Linked DNA regions of Ovis aries: region 1 is linked to region 2. A link is a contact called in public Hi-C data. All regions are on one chromosome and are shown on one strand. The core of a region is the stretch at or near the end of the contact, and the rest is flanking DNA. Distances in the headings are between cores, read along the strand shown.

Region 1 (7,400 bases), core at 1,023-3,522, 99 kb after region 2:
TGAGGTAGGTTTTTGGTTATTCCTAATTTACAAGTGAAAAGTCTGAGGCTGATAGAGCTTAAGTAACTTGCCCGGTGTTAGACTGCTGGTAAATACCAAAACTGGCATTCAAACCCAGGGTCTCTATCTATGTTGATTCCCTAAAAGCAGGTTGTGCAAGAGACGTGCATGTGACTGCATTGGTTCATTCATCCCTGCATCCCATCAGCTATTCCTGAGCACCTACTCCATGGCAGGTGGAGTGGAGTGATGGAAAAGAGAGACAAAGCCCCCGTCCTCCCTGTGGGGCCTCAGGATACTGGGGAGAGGAAATGGAAGGGGCAATTGTAGTGTAGTTGGTTCTCTGCTAGAGGCATGTCCACATACCATGCAGGCCCTTGGGGGGATCAACTAGCTGTGTATATTGACGGGGGTTGGGGGTGGGGGTTATCACAGGAGAGGTTCCAGCAGGGAAATGTTGGAGCTGGGTGGTGAGCAGGCGAGAAGAAGCTTGTCAGAAAGGCATTCTCGCCGAGTGAACTGCAGGTTGAGGTGGGGGTGATGAAAGTCAGCCAGGATGTAGCAGAGGGTATGCTGGCCAGAGGTGGGAGGGCCTTGAATGCCAGATGAAGACAGACTTGGGCCTAGGGTGCGTTGGAGCCTGGTGGGGAGGGGCTATCTGTGGTCTCATCGACAGTGTGCCAGGAGTGGGGCAGGTGTCGGGGCAGAGAATTTGCTGCAGTGCCATGGAAACCTGCTCACAGAGGCCTAGCAGCAAACGGCCTTGCTTTCTCAGGTTGCCCAGCACTTCCTGGGTAACCTGGGACCGTGCTTGACATTTCTGATGAAGGTTCCTTGGCAGCTTCCTCGTCTCCCAACCAGACCTGGCTTGGCTCCTGCTCTGCTGAGCTGAGCACCTCGCCTGATGATGGGCAGACCATGTGGGCACCTGAAGAGGGCAGCAGCCTGGGGGTCAGCTGACTTGGGCTCTGTTCTTTGCTCGGTGTCCTGGCAGTTTCTTGACCTCTCTGGGTAGCTCTGCAGCAGGCAGGGACTAAATGGTGTCTGAGGTCCCTTAGGGCCCCAGCATTGTAAGTGTGGGGGTGAAATAGGATGTGGGGAGGGAAGCAGAAGATGAGTGGGAGAGGGGGAAGGTCTGCGATGGGCATGTTTTTCAGATTCAGCAGATTCAGTAAAGTCCCCAGGGATGACTGTTGTCACTGCTACAGCCCAAGAGAGAAAGAACATAGTCCTGCTCTAAAATCTCACTGGGCACCGCTCCTTGCGTGGACCGTCTCTCTGAATCCTCAGAGCAACACTGTGTCACAGTAGGTGTTCCCATTTTACAGATGAGAAACCAAGGCTCCAAGAGATCCAGAGACTTTGCCCAGGTTTCACTGTGAGTAGAATTTGACCCCGGACCTGCCTGACTCTAAGCTCTGGTCTTTGGCATCTTACTGCATAGCCCCCTCTACCTCCCCGAGGCTGCCTTCATCCCTCAGGGACTCTTAGACATGCTGTACCAGGCTGGTAGGGATCCCCTGACATGGGTCCCCCTGGAGGATAAGCTTCCAGTTGGCACCAGACCAGGCACCTCTGGCCAGATCCACTGGGTTGCTAAAGGGCACATTGGCTGGCAGCTGCTCGTCTGGTGGGCTGAGCTGGTGGGTTTGTTTTAATGGAGGGGGAAGATTTCACCTCCCGGTGGCTGCTCCATGGGCCCTGGGCTTGGCAGTGGCAGCACCTATGGGAATGTGATCCTTTCCTCCAGACATGCTTTGGAAGTTACGTCAGGTGTGTGGGTGAGGTGTTTGGTTGAAGTAAATAAAGCTGGAGAATGACAGGAGTGAGGGAGTAGAGATAGCTTTGTACTGCCCCAGAGGGCAGTCTGGCTGGGCTGTCTGCTCTTCCTTCCTGACCTGGGGCCAGGAGACCTGAACCTTTGCAGGTCCTGTCTTGGGGTCCAGAGGAGTGGGAATTGGCTCAGCCAGCGTGGAAGGTTGTGTCACCGTGCAGTCACAGAGCCTAGAGCCCGAAGGAGCTTCAGGTATCATCCAGAGAGGAAAAGCGTGCTTATGCTCACACAGCCTTTGGTGGTGGAGCTGAGCTGGAATTTCCCAATACCTAAGCCTAGGCTCTTTCCCACTATCCTACACAGTTTGGGGAGGGTAGACTTGAAGAAGCTTAGACCATAGTGCCTTTTTGCTGCCCTCTGACTCGCCCTGGGACCCTTCTTGAGTCGGTCTCTTTTCCCTCCTGACTCAGCCCTGTAGCTGTCCTGAGGGGAGGTGTGCTCTCGGGCACCCCTAGTGGTGAAGAGCCTCCATGGTGAAGAAAGGGAAGAGCTACAGGGTCCCAGTTCCTTCACTTCCCATAAGCAGAATTTTATGAAACATCCACAATGCAAGACATCAGAGGGGGTGCCAGGAACCTTAAAACCGACTTGAATTTTCCCAGAGGGGCTACCACCCAGGAAAGGTGCATCACAATACAAAAGAGTCTGCAGCTAGGGCTACTCGCTCGTAAGCATGATCAGCTCTGAGGGCTTAGAGCACAAGGTCAGGGTGTGCGTGACTGCAAAGTAAGGAAATAAAAGGAGGCAGAGATGGGGGCCTGGCTCTGAAGGTGTGATGGAGGGTAGGAAAGGCATTCGCACGAAAGGAAGAGCCCAGAGTAAAGGATGGGGTAGAGATGGTGTTCTGGACCTGGTAATGCACACCCTGAGGGTACCAAACGGCCCTGTCTTCACTCGGAGAACATTCACTGAGCACCTGGTGGGTCCAGGCTCTAGGGCAAGCTTTGGGTAGTTGGTAGGACTGAGACTCTCAGGAAGCTCTGAGCGCAGTGGAGAAGACCGGTCAGTAAACGGACAAGCTTGAGGCAGTGGGAGAACCACTAAAGTAGAGGAAGTGCAGGCTGGATGGAAACTGGGGAGGTGGTGAGGGGAGGCTTTCTGGAGGAGGTACTATTTTTACTGAAATGTGAGTAGGAATTAGTCAGATTTGGGGTCGGGACTATGCAGGGAGTATCCCAAGCAGGGGAGCTGTGTGTGAGGTTCTTGAGACAGGACAGGGGACAGATAGGGCTTGGGTAAGAAAACATGGCCTTGCCTGAAGGTTCTCACAAGCCAGCAGAGAGGCTGTTTTCCCCTGAATGTGGGCCACAGAGGGGAGAGGATGTGAGGCAAAGATTCTTTTCACCGCTCAGGGTGCTGCCTGGGAGAATTTCACCTCTGATTGTTGCTCCTTCCTTCCTGTGGGTCCCGGTGCCCATCCCTACTGCTCCCCAGTCTTGGGACCAGCAGGGCTCTGTGTCTGCTGTGTCCACGGCAGCTCTCAGCTCCTTTCAGCGTGTTTTGTGGTGGTGCTGGGCTTTAAGCACACCGTGGTGGTCAGGAGTACCTGGGCTGGGCCCCTCAGCTCCAGGAAGAAGCCTCAGGGCTGTTCCCTGGAAGAGCGATGTTCCCAAAAGGTGGCTCAGGAGTACTTTGGAATGAGAGGAGGAGAACCCCCCAGTTCAGGAGATGGTGGGCTGTGGGGAGTGCTTAACTCACTTCCCAGGTGCCAGGACACTTGGGGTCCCTGAGAAGCCACCAGAGGGCCAGATCGGCACACTGGCGTGGGACCCCTAGTTTGTGTCCCATGTCCTGACCACCCGCTGCCCTTGCTTGCCTTTCTGCAGAGCCCAAGGAGCTGCCCTGCCTTGGAAAAGGACTTTGACACAGTTTCAAAATAAAGTGGAGAAAAATCTCTGGAGAGGAAAAAGAATAAACACACTTTAAAGATGCAAAAGGAAACTTTTTTTTTTTTAAAGGGAAAAAAAGTGGAAGGGTTTCTCATCCAACTCACTTGAGTGAAAGTTTCAAGCCACTGAGATGTGAGGTCAGAGACTTCAGGGAGTGGGAAGTTGCGGATGCAAACACCTGGGGTGTCTTCAGTGCAGATTCAGGATCAGTCTAACCAATAGCGAGGGCCACTGTCCACCTGTCACCCTCTGTGTTCTGTGTGGTGGCGGAGATGCAAAGACCTGGCTCCTCCCTCCAGCCGAGGGTCCAGTAGGGCAGTGAGGACTGTTGGAGAGTGTGACAACTGACATGGCAGAAGGGTTCCGGTGAGCATGAAGGAGTCCACATCTGCGGGCTGGAGAGAAGGCTCAGTGCCGGTGAGGGCAGATTTCAAGGAAGAGCTGGATTAACTCAGACTTTGAAGCCTGACTGGGGTTTCAGTGGACAGGGACTGAGCAGAGGCTTTCCGGGTAGAGCAGAAGGGCAAGGTGGGAAATTCCCTAGTGCTCTGAGAAACAGGGCCATTCTGTTTTCTCAAACATTTCTTTATTTGCTTATCTACTTCTTTAAAACTACTTTATTGAGAGTTATATGTCACGTATAATTCACCCATTTGAAGTGTACAATTTACAGAGTCGTATAACTCACACTGCAATCAATTTTGGATGATTTTCATCACCTGAAAGAAGCCCTGTACCTGTTAGTAGTCACTCCCCATTCCCCAGGCCCTAGGCAACTCCCTGTCTACTCTCTGTCTCTGTGGATCTGCCTATATCCATATCTTATATTAATGGAGTCATATAATCTGCGATTTTTGATGACTGATTTTCACTTAGCAAGATGTTGTCAAGGTTCACCCGTGGTATATAGCATGTATCAGTACGTCATTCCTTTTCATGTTTTTCTCTGCCTCCATTCCTTTTTATGGCTGAATAGCACTCCACTGTATGGATATACCACGCTTCATGCATCTACTCTTCAGTGCTGGCCATTTGTGTTGCTCCTACTTTGAGACTGTTATGAATATGCTGCTGAGAACATCTGTGTACCAGTTTTTGTGGGCATGTATGTTTCAAGGCTTTTCTTTTCGAATGGGATCCAGGATAGTCCTGGTGAGGAGCAGGAGGAGAGAAGATGAATCAGAGGGACCTGCTCACCTACCAGCTGCTCTGAGCGGTTGGGTGGGAGTGCAAAGGGTCAGCTCAGGATCCTGTTCTGACCTCACTGGGAACTGGGGCTGTGTGAGGCCAGGGCAGGGCTGGTCTCCCACCAGCAGACACCCCCAGTGTTGTGTCCAATCTGGCAGCTGTTTGCTGGGCTGGAAATAGTCTAGGCAGCTGGTATTTTCCCTGGAAATCAGGTGCTCTTTCCTGTGTCTCACTGAAGGCCAAAATTAGTTAAACACGCAGAGAATTGTGAGCTACACGTTAGTCTAGGGGAGGGGAGTGTTGTCAACAGGAAGCTGACCAGCCAGGGGAAAGGGGCGGTCAGGAAGGTGCAGGTCAATAAGCCAAGTGTAAATTGGGGTTAAGTTGTAGTGCCCCTCCCCCATCACATATAGAGAGGCCATGGTTTTGTTTACAGAAAATGCTGCAAGTATCTCCCTGGCCCCATCTGACAGATGGGGAGACAAAGGCACAACATGGCAGGGATCTCCCATTCAGAAACAGAAGGGCTAAAGCCACAGTCTGGTTCTCTGTCAGCAGCAGGTTTGGTAAAACCCAGGCCTTGCCCTCAGCATGGTGGCTATTCTTGGTTTCACAGGAAAAGACCAAGGACACAAGAGTAAGAAAGGGTTTGTGCAGTTTTGGTCTCCTAAAAAAGAACACTAAACCCCACCTTAAACCCAAAGCAAAAACATAAAATAGGGCTTTAATTACCATCTTTCTTTTATCCTCTTTTCTTCCTTGTTTTTTTTTTTTTTTTTTGTTCCCCAGCCAGAAAACATTATGTTGTTGGACAAGAATATTCCCATTCCACACATCAAGCTGATTGACTTTGGCCTGGCTCATGAAATAGAAGATGGAGTTGAATTTAAGAACATTTTTGGGACACCAGAATTTGTTGGTGAGTTTTAGGCCTGTTTTTCTCCCAGCTGAGAATCTGGGATCAACAGAGAGAGAAATCCCAGGAGCGAACCGTGTGTCTGGGGCTGTAGCCTCTGGGCCGAGAGATGATGCCTTGCATGCGTGCGTGTGTGCCAAGTGGCTTCAGTCATCTCCGACTCTTTGCGACCCTGTGGCCCATAACCTGCCATGCTCCTTTGTCCACAGGAAATGTCTTGCTGGCCTCTGGGTGAGGGTTGAGCGCCAGCAGGGCAGTGGGAGGCCAGGTGGGGCTGGGGCCCTTTGCAGAGTTAAATCTTCCCAGAGCTGGCCCCACTTCCTGCTCTTAGACGAACTGATTGTGAAGATTTAAAATTACCTCACCCTGTTGCATTCCCATAAACTCAGTCTTTTCTGGAGTAGCTTTTGATTTCCCAAAAAAGAAAAGGGAAATTATCTGCCAGATGCCAGATCCACACACTTGCCTGTCCCATACATCTGGCCTTTATTCATGCACAGGGTGCCTAGCCAGCAGGGCTCTGCCGGCTCTGTCTTCCCTCTGTGTCTCTCAGCCTTGGCCCAGGCCACAGAAACCCCCTTTTAGGACTTGTGCCACAGGCCAGGGGGTCATAAAGGAACAGCTTTGCAGAGGAGAAAGGAGTGAGAATTGAGAACCACCATCTCACTGCTCGGGGAGTTGAAATGCTCTTAGAGATGGAAGGAGGGCATGGTTTCCTCAAAATCTGGGGACTGAAACTTCTGACCATAGTCTAAACAAAAAGAAAGATGAACCAGATCATCCACCATGATGGAGTTTCAGGCCACATATACCAACTCTGCAGCCACTAGGGAATGAAACTGTAGAAGCCCCAGCAGGAGAATCTTGGCGTGTGTCAGGCACTAGGCCTGGTGTTCTGTATACAGACATTGTCAAATTAATACCCATACAATCTTATGAAGCAGGTTCAAAATATTTTCTCCATCAAGTGCCTTATTCAAGGTCAAACAACCAGTGCATGATAGAGCAGAGATTCAAATACAGATACATCCAACATTAAAGCCTATGCTTTTTTGTGTGTGTGACTGCACTGCGCAGCATGTGGAATCTTAGTTCCCTGACCAGGGATTGAACCTGTGCCCCCTGCAGTGGACACGCAGAGTCCTATACACTGGACCACTAGGGAAGTCCCAAAGCCTATACTCTTTCCATTATACCAGGTTATCTCTCGAAGGAGCCTTTAAGGGGCTTATAATTTAGCTGTAGAAATAAGACATCAAACCGTCAAACAAGAGTGCTAGAGGGATCTTTTCAGATCATCTGGTCTAGTTTAACAGATATGGAATTGGAGAGCTAGGGGATTTTAGTTAAGGCCAACCAGTGGTTATTCTCTATCTACTATAGACATCAGATGCTGGAGACACAGGGATGGTAAGGAGCCACACTCAGAATGACATACCCAGGGCCACACAGTCAGTTAGTGGTAGAACCAACTTGAACCTAGGGTACAGGTATACAGCCTCAAACTTTGTCCAAGATAGCAGTTACTGCCCACCATTCACATATGTGATAAAAATGCATGTTTTATTTAAGT
Region 2 (7,159 bases), core at 266-2,765:
GTTGGTTCATCTGTACATCTCTGCACCTCAGTATCTAGGAAGGCTAAACTGGGGACGGGAGCTGCTCATGTGAGTAGAGGTCCTCTGTGTGTGTGTGTGTGTGTGTGTGTGTGTGTGTGTGCTCAGTCATTAAATAGTGTCAGACTCTTTTCAACCCCATGGACTGTAGCTTGCCAGGATCCTCTGTCCATGGGATTTCCCAGGTAAGAATACTGGTGTGGGTTGCCATTTCCTCCTCCAGGGGATCTTCCCAACCCAGGGATCCAACCTGAAGCTCCTAAGTCTCCTGCATTGGTAGGCGGGTTCTTTACTGCTGAGCCCCAGAGAGATCCTCTAGGTGCATCTTATACACTCTGTCTCATTTCAGCCCCACATAAGTTCTGTTAGATGCTATAAGGAGTGTTTGCCTACTTTACTTATGAAGAACAAGGGACTTCCCTGGAACTCCAGTGGTTAAGACTTCCCACTTCCACTGCAGAGGGTGGGGGTTCCATCCCTGGTGGGTGAACCTGCATGGCCAAAAAAAAAAAAAAAGAAAGAAAGAAAGAAAGAAAAAAGAAAAAAAAACATTAATTAAAAAAAAAAAGAATAAGTTCAAGTGCCATGACCAAGACTGGGAATGGCAGAGCTTTGAACCAAATAAAAGACTGAATCTGTAGCTTTGTCGTCTGGGACTATCTTAAGGAGCCGCCTGGATGGCCTAGGAGGGAGGTTCTGGGAAGGGGCCTTCATTTCTTTAAACAGCCTCTTGTCTTGAAATAAGACCACTGAACTTGATTTATATTCTGTTTCCATTTCTTTCCATCACCCCCTCCACTCTCATTCCTTTTTCCTCCCGGGATTTTTGGCAGGAGGAAGAGAGGAACACTCCATTCCCCAGTTTTTCACTCGGGAAGGCGGGAGGGTGATGGGGGCTGCACTCACCAACATGCCAGGCAGGGCTGGGGGCACTGAGGCCAGGCTGCTCCCAAACGCGGGTCGGGGTGAGCAGATGGGGAGGTGAGGAGGGAAGTGTTCCTCCACCTCCATCACGGCCCCCACCCCCCTGTGGACCGTGGATGGTAAGGTTTCCACTCTGGCTGGGAGGAAGGAAGAGGCCTGCTCCTTGGTGGGATTTCTCTTACGGTGCGTGCGTGGAAGCGGGGGACAAGGAAATACCACTTTCTGAGTAATCTTGCCAGGCTATATCGACTGTGTCAGCTCATGTACACCAATCTCCAGGTTAGGCCTGAAGAGGTTAGCTGACTTGTTCAAAGCCACAAGTAAGCGGCGGAGTCCGTGAAAACGCCAGGTCTTGCTACTGGCTTTAGCCCCCCTCTCCTGGGAACCTCGGCTTTTGGAGGTGCGGATCCGACCCGGCGGGGAGGCTTGCCGCCCTCACTCCAGGGTGTCCCGAGGGGACTCCCGGCAGGGGGCGCTCCGAGCCGGGTCTCGGTCCTCCGGGCGCGCCTCCAGCCGGCGCCTGGGACGGGACCCGCCGCTCCGCCTCCTCGGCGGCTCTGCGGGCGGGCGGGCGCGCAGGGAGGAGAGCAGATCCGAGAGCGGCGCGCCCCGCCGGGCCCCCGGTGCCCACCGCGCCCCCACGCCCGCCGCCGCGCAGCCTCCCTCCGTGAGTAGCGCCCGTCTGCGGGCTCGACCGGCAGGACGGGGTGCCCGGCCCGGGGCTGGGTTGGAGGGGACAAATTGCTCCCGGGCGTTAGCCGCCAGTTCCCTGTCGCCGACCCCCCGGGTATGGCCAGTCTTGGCCTTGGGCGCTCTGGCCGGTCCTCGACCTCCGGGACCTGACTGCTGGGCCCCTAGGGCCGGCTTCAAAGTCTGGCCTTTTGACCAGAAGGATCGCGTGGGAGCGGCGAGCAGACCGGGAGCCTAGGGGGGAGATGGGAGAGAGACTTCCATCAAGTTAGGACTCCTTGACGGGGGAGAACACCCCAAATTTCTGGGAGGAGAGGGGATCTGGGCTTCTCAGCATCCTGCACTTCACTTACCTCCTTCTGCTCCTGGTGCGAGGAGCTGGTGCGAGGAGGCTGCTCCAGCCTAGCCAGTCAGCTTTCTCAGTGGCAGAGAAAGCTGTGGTCCCCGACTTCTGGAGTCTGGGATGGGGCATGGTTAGGGTGGGCAGGGGGCCAGCCAGTAGATCTGCAGCAGGCTGGGGTTTTGACCCTGGGCTGTTGTCAACAGTTGACCTGACTCTGGGCTAGGCATTGTGGATGGCTCATGGCATGTGTGGATCTGGCTGATCCTCACTGTAACTCTGCAAGGTGGAGGTTAGTCTTCTCTTTGGGGAGGAGAGGTATCCCAGAGCAGTGAGCACGGAGGCCATACAGGTGGTGGTAGGTTAGGAGGGCGGGCTGGAAGAGAGGATGCCTAACTGCTGCCTCACTGGCAGGTGGGAAGGTCCTAGGGGCAGGTGAAGAGAGCACATGCCCTGGTATTTGAGAATCCAGTGGGGGTGGCAGGGGGGCAGCTGGAGGTTGCTGCTGTTTTCTGACATTGTGTTTCTCAACTGCTTTGTATATGGCATTCCATGGGAGAGTCCTGGTGACCGAGGGATGCTGGCACGTTGGCCTCTTCACTGTTGCTTCCAGAGTCTTGTTCTTCCCCAAACCAACCATCTCCCAAGATGTGTTTTTAGCTTCTAAGTGGTTCCATTCAGCAGCCTTGAGAGAGGCTTGGGCAGGGGCACAGGGGTGTGTGGATATGAGTGGGTGTGGGACAAGGTTTCCACTGGTAGGAAGGAGACCTGAACTAACCCCGACCCACTCCCTGTCCAGTTCAGTTGCTCAGTCGTGTCTGCCTCTTTGCGACCCCATGGACGCCAGGCCTCCCTGTCCATCACCAACTCCCGAAGCTTGCTCAAACTCATGTCCATCTAGTCGGTGATGCCATCCAACCATTTCATCCTCTCTCGTCCCCTTCTCCTCCTGCCTTCAGTCTTTCCCAGCATCAGGGTCTTTTCCAAAGAGTCAGTTCTCCACATCAGGTGGCCAAAGTATTGGAGTTTTAGCTTCAGCATCAGTCCTTCCAGTGAATATTCAGGACTGATCTCCTTTAGGATGGACTGGTTGGATCTCCTTGCAGTCCAAGGGACTCTCAAATGTGTGCAGGGGTGTGTGGATGTGAGTGGGTGTGGGACAAGTTTCCCACTGGCAGGATGGAGACCTGAACTGACCCTGACACTCTCCCCCTCAAGTTGTTAGATGTGGGAATGAGCAAGCAGGCTGCCCAGCAGAGCTGGACCTTCACCAGGAAGATAGTTTCCTTGTGTCCACTCAGGCAGGCGGCTGAGCTTCTCTGAGTCCAAGCTTCCTCATCAGAGATTGGGGTGTGTCACAGCAGATTGGGGTGTGTCACAGCCTCCAAAGCGTGGAGGTGCGCTGTAATGCCGGACGGCCCTCCCCTCTGTGGACAGCTTCCTCAGAGGCTGATTGTGATGATTCTTCATGGGAGGGGGTGTAAGGGGACAATCGTGGTCCCATTTTACTCGTGCTGAGTGAGGATCTCTGAGAGTTCAGCAGGGTGGGCTGGGTCCCGTGAGGGAGGGACTTAGTGAGGTTGAGATTTCCTCATGAGATAATCCTTCAGCCTTGGAGGCCCTCTCCTAGGTTGTTCCTCAGGGGGCCGCTGGCCTCCCAACCCTGCAGCCGCTGTTGGAGGATTGAGGTGCTATTGACGAAAGCCAGGGGAGGAGCAGCTGGCGTGGGCGGTGTGACTTTTAGCAAGTCCCTTCTCCTGTCTGGACCTCAGTTTCCTCCTCTTGCAAAACAAGTGGGCTTGACCAGAGAGCAGTGGGTTTCAAACTCCTCCCACCCCTGAACTCTTACACAGAACCCTAACACGTAGTGTAGATAAAATGGAACTTTTCTAACTTTCCTTCCTGATGCAAGTGGCTCCTGAGTGGAGACTAAAAGTCCTCTAGGTTCCTCGAGGTCCCTTTTCGTGAGGTTCTAGGAAGTCTGTGATATGCAGATGACACCACCTTTATGGCAGAAAGCAAAGAAGAACTAAAGAGCCTCTTGATGAAAGTGAAAGGGGAGAGTGAAACAGTTGGCTTAAAGCTCAACATATAGAAAACTAAGATCATGGCATCCGGTCCCACCACTTTATGGCAAATGGATGGGGAAACAGTGAAAACAGTGTCAGACTTTATTTTTTTGGGCTCCAAAATCACTGCAGATGGTGATTGCAGCCATGAAATTAAAAGACGCTTGCTCCTTGGAAGAAAAGGTATGACCAACCTAGGTAGCATGTAAAAAAGCAGAGACTTTGCCAACAAAGGTCCGTCTAGTCAAGGCTATGGTTTTTCCAGTGGTCATGTATGGATATGAGAGTTGGACTATAAAGAAAGCTGAGCACCAAAGAATTGATGTTTTTGAACTGTGGTGTTGGAGAAGACTCTTGAGAATCCCTTGGACTGTAAGGAGATCCAAGCAGTCCATCCTAAAGGAGATCAGTCCTGAGTGTTCATTGGAAGGACTGATGTTGAAGCTGAAACTCCAATACTTTGGCTACCTTGGAAAAGACCCTGATGCTAGGAAAGATTGAGGGCAGGAGGAGAAGGGGATGAGAGAGGATGAGATGGTTGGATGGCATCACCGACTCAGTGGAGATGAGTTTGGGTTAACTAGGAGTTGGTGGTGGACAGGGAGGCCTGGAGTGCTGTGGTTCATGGGGTTGCAAAGAGTCAGACACAACTGAGTGACTGAACTGAACTGAATTGAGAAAGTCTGTCTTAACTTTTAGAAATGTTGCCTAGTATTAGGGCTGGGGGCAGGTATGTGAACTCTGAAGATTCCACTAAGGAAAATGTGAGCATTAAGATGGACCTTGCCTGTGGAATGCCTGGAGCCAGGGGCCTGAGCCCCTAGCTAAAGGTTGTATCAGCGCCCTCTGCTGGGTGGTTTCATCTTTTGGGGGCCAGAAAGGTCCCTGTGCTTCTGGGTCCTAGATGGTGACTAATTCCACCTCAAAATGTCTCCCCTTTAGTTTCATGTCTCTAAACTGGTAATATGCAGATTCATCTTGGGGAGCAATGTTAGGAAGGGGCTTTAAATTAATAGCTGTTTTTTACCTGATGAGCTTTCTGAGCAGCAGCCTTGAGAAGGACAGCTGGGACACTATATTTAAATCAAATATTTTGGAGTGCCTGCTGTGTACCAGCTCCCACAAGGGGATACAGGTGAGAATGTCACAACTCTTACCCTCATGAAGCTCCAATAGGCAAGAGGGAAGGAACTCATATTTGTTGGAACCATCCAGGGACTATTAAAAACACTTTACATATGTTATCTCATTTGTCCCATAAAGCAGATATTAGACTCATTTTTAATTATTTAAAATTTTGATTGCACACAAAATAAGGGTATGTATGTACATCAAGAAACAGCATTGGCAGCACTCAGAAAGCTCCTTGTGTCCCCTTTCAGGCACAATCTCTGACCCAGGTGTGACCACTATTCTAACTTCTAGCACCACGGTTTTGTTTTACCCAAAAGAGAATCACACGGTTTGTGGTCTTTCGTGTCTGTTTTCTTTCATTCAACACTATGTTTGTGAGTTTCATCCATATTGTTGCAGGGAGCAGTAGTTTATTTATTCTTATTGTTATATAATCATTTCATTGTATGGGTATAACTCTATCCATTCTTCACTTGATGGCTATTTGGTTGTTTGCAATTTTTAGATATTACTAATAGTGAAGCTGTGAACGTTCTAATGTGGACCATTTTGGAAGCCATCTACATGCGTTTCTGTTGGGGATGTCCGTAGATACTGCCCAAGAGTTTTCCAAAGTAGTTGTCCTAGTGAATATTCTCCTAAGCAGTATTTGAGAGTTCTCCAAATATTCACTAACACTGGACATTGTCTGGACTCATTCTCTTCCTTTTCTATTAAAAAAAAATATTTATTTGGCCTTGTTGGGTCTTAGTTGTGGCACTCAAGATCTTTAACTGTGGCATGCAAACTCTTAGTTGCAGCATGTGGGATCTAGTTCCCTGATTAGGGATGGAACGCAGGTCCCCAGCAATGAGAGCGTAGAGTCTTAGCCCCCAGACCACCAGGGAAGTCCCAGACTCATTTTCTATGTAAGTAATTTGGAGCTCAGAAAAGCTGCACCGTGCTGTGTGTGCTAGTAGGTGGCAGAGCTGGGATTCAAACTCAGGCCTGTGTGCCTGTGCAGTCTGTGCTTTCTCCCTTTGGGTTACACATTGACATAGTTTATGATATGAACCAGAACATGGTGAACTCTAACCCGAAAAATTTGTAAAGGGCCCTCTGTGAGAATTTAAAGAGAAGAAGAATTTTTCATCTGTTTTGTAAGGAAAAGAGTCATGGAGGCTCATAGAGATGGTAGCGTTTGAGCCTGGCTTTGCAGGAAGGAAAGAGTTTTACTTGGAGGGTTCTCCAGGTGCCCTCCCCCCATCCCCATCCCTTCTGCCATGAAAAGGGCCCACCTTGAGCTGGGGTGTAGCAGGGGTGAAAGTATTGGAGGAATAGGAAAAGTCTACTTGGGGCTCTAGTAGAGGATTTGTGAGGGAGGGGGCTATGCTGAAATGGTGAGTTGGGGCCAAACTGGTGGGCCTAGATTGAGCTTAGTTGGCTCCCTTGGCCCCCAACTTCTGGTCACCCAGGATGTGATCACAAGGCAGGGGCTCATGGTTTAGTTGGGGAGGTGGGACAGTTTCAAGTCCAGCTCAACTCCTGACAGCAAATGCAGCTGGCCTATAGCCAAGGAGGATCTTAGCTGTTCCTGGGACCACTCTCAGGGTATCTGCCAACAAAATTTTTTTGGAGTTTTCTGCTTTCATCTAGCTGTGGGAAATTTGTAGCTACTCATACCTCCACCCCCAGGATCCGGCTCAAATGGTTTGTTTGGAAATATTTTTGCAGCAAAAAGAAGCTGATAGATAGCAGTCCTGCCACCCTCTGCCTAGTCTTAGGAACCTTGCCATGGTGGGGGTGGGGGTGAGGGGAGCCGAGCTTTTGATCTGATCAAGCCAAACTTGCCAGAATCCCAGCTCCTTTTCTTCAGAAGGGAACGGAATTGGTCTCAGTGGCTGTGGGAAGCAGAAACACAATGACCTGGGGATGAGTCAAACAATAATAGCAATAATCATCCTTCTTATTTGCTCGGCAGTTTGTGTCTTTATCACAGTGGATC

Evidence for each region. A called contact is a pair of places that touch in the nucleus more often than the background predicts.
Region 1: a Hi-C map of hypothalamus shows a contact between it and region 2, with 2.6 times the contacts expected there. The contact joins the enhancer-like site here to the promoter of DAPK2 in region 2. A contact is called at or near these places in 7 of 16 Hi-C or Micro-C datasets (blood, hypothalamus, liver and 3 more).

Annotation. Positions count from the first base shown.
Region 1 is chr7:44,265,464-44,272,863 of ARS-UI_Ramb_v3.0, forward strand. DAPK2 (death associated protein kinase 2) reads left to right here. Exons shown (of 12, transcript XM_027971760.3): 5 at 5,701-5,830. Among named protein-coding and RNA genes, the nearest start is that of DAPK2, 100 kb to the left of the region's middle. Within about 2 kb of position 2,273, at least 9 of the 54 cell types and tissues checked have an H3K27ac peak or open chromatin away from gene starts, as enhancers often do. A contact at or near this core is called in hypothalamus and liver, where this site is marked.
Region 2 is chr7:44,167,419-44,174,577 of ARS-UI_Ramb_v3.0, forward strand. DAPK2 (death associated protein kinase 2) reads left to right here and starts at 1,516. Exons shown (of 12, transcript XM_027971760.3): 1 at 1,516-1,609. LOC121819969 (a long non-coding RNA gene) reads right to left here and starts at 2,056. Exons shown (of 5, transcript XR_009601202.1): 1 at 1,986-2,056; 2 at 412-509.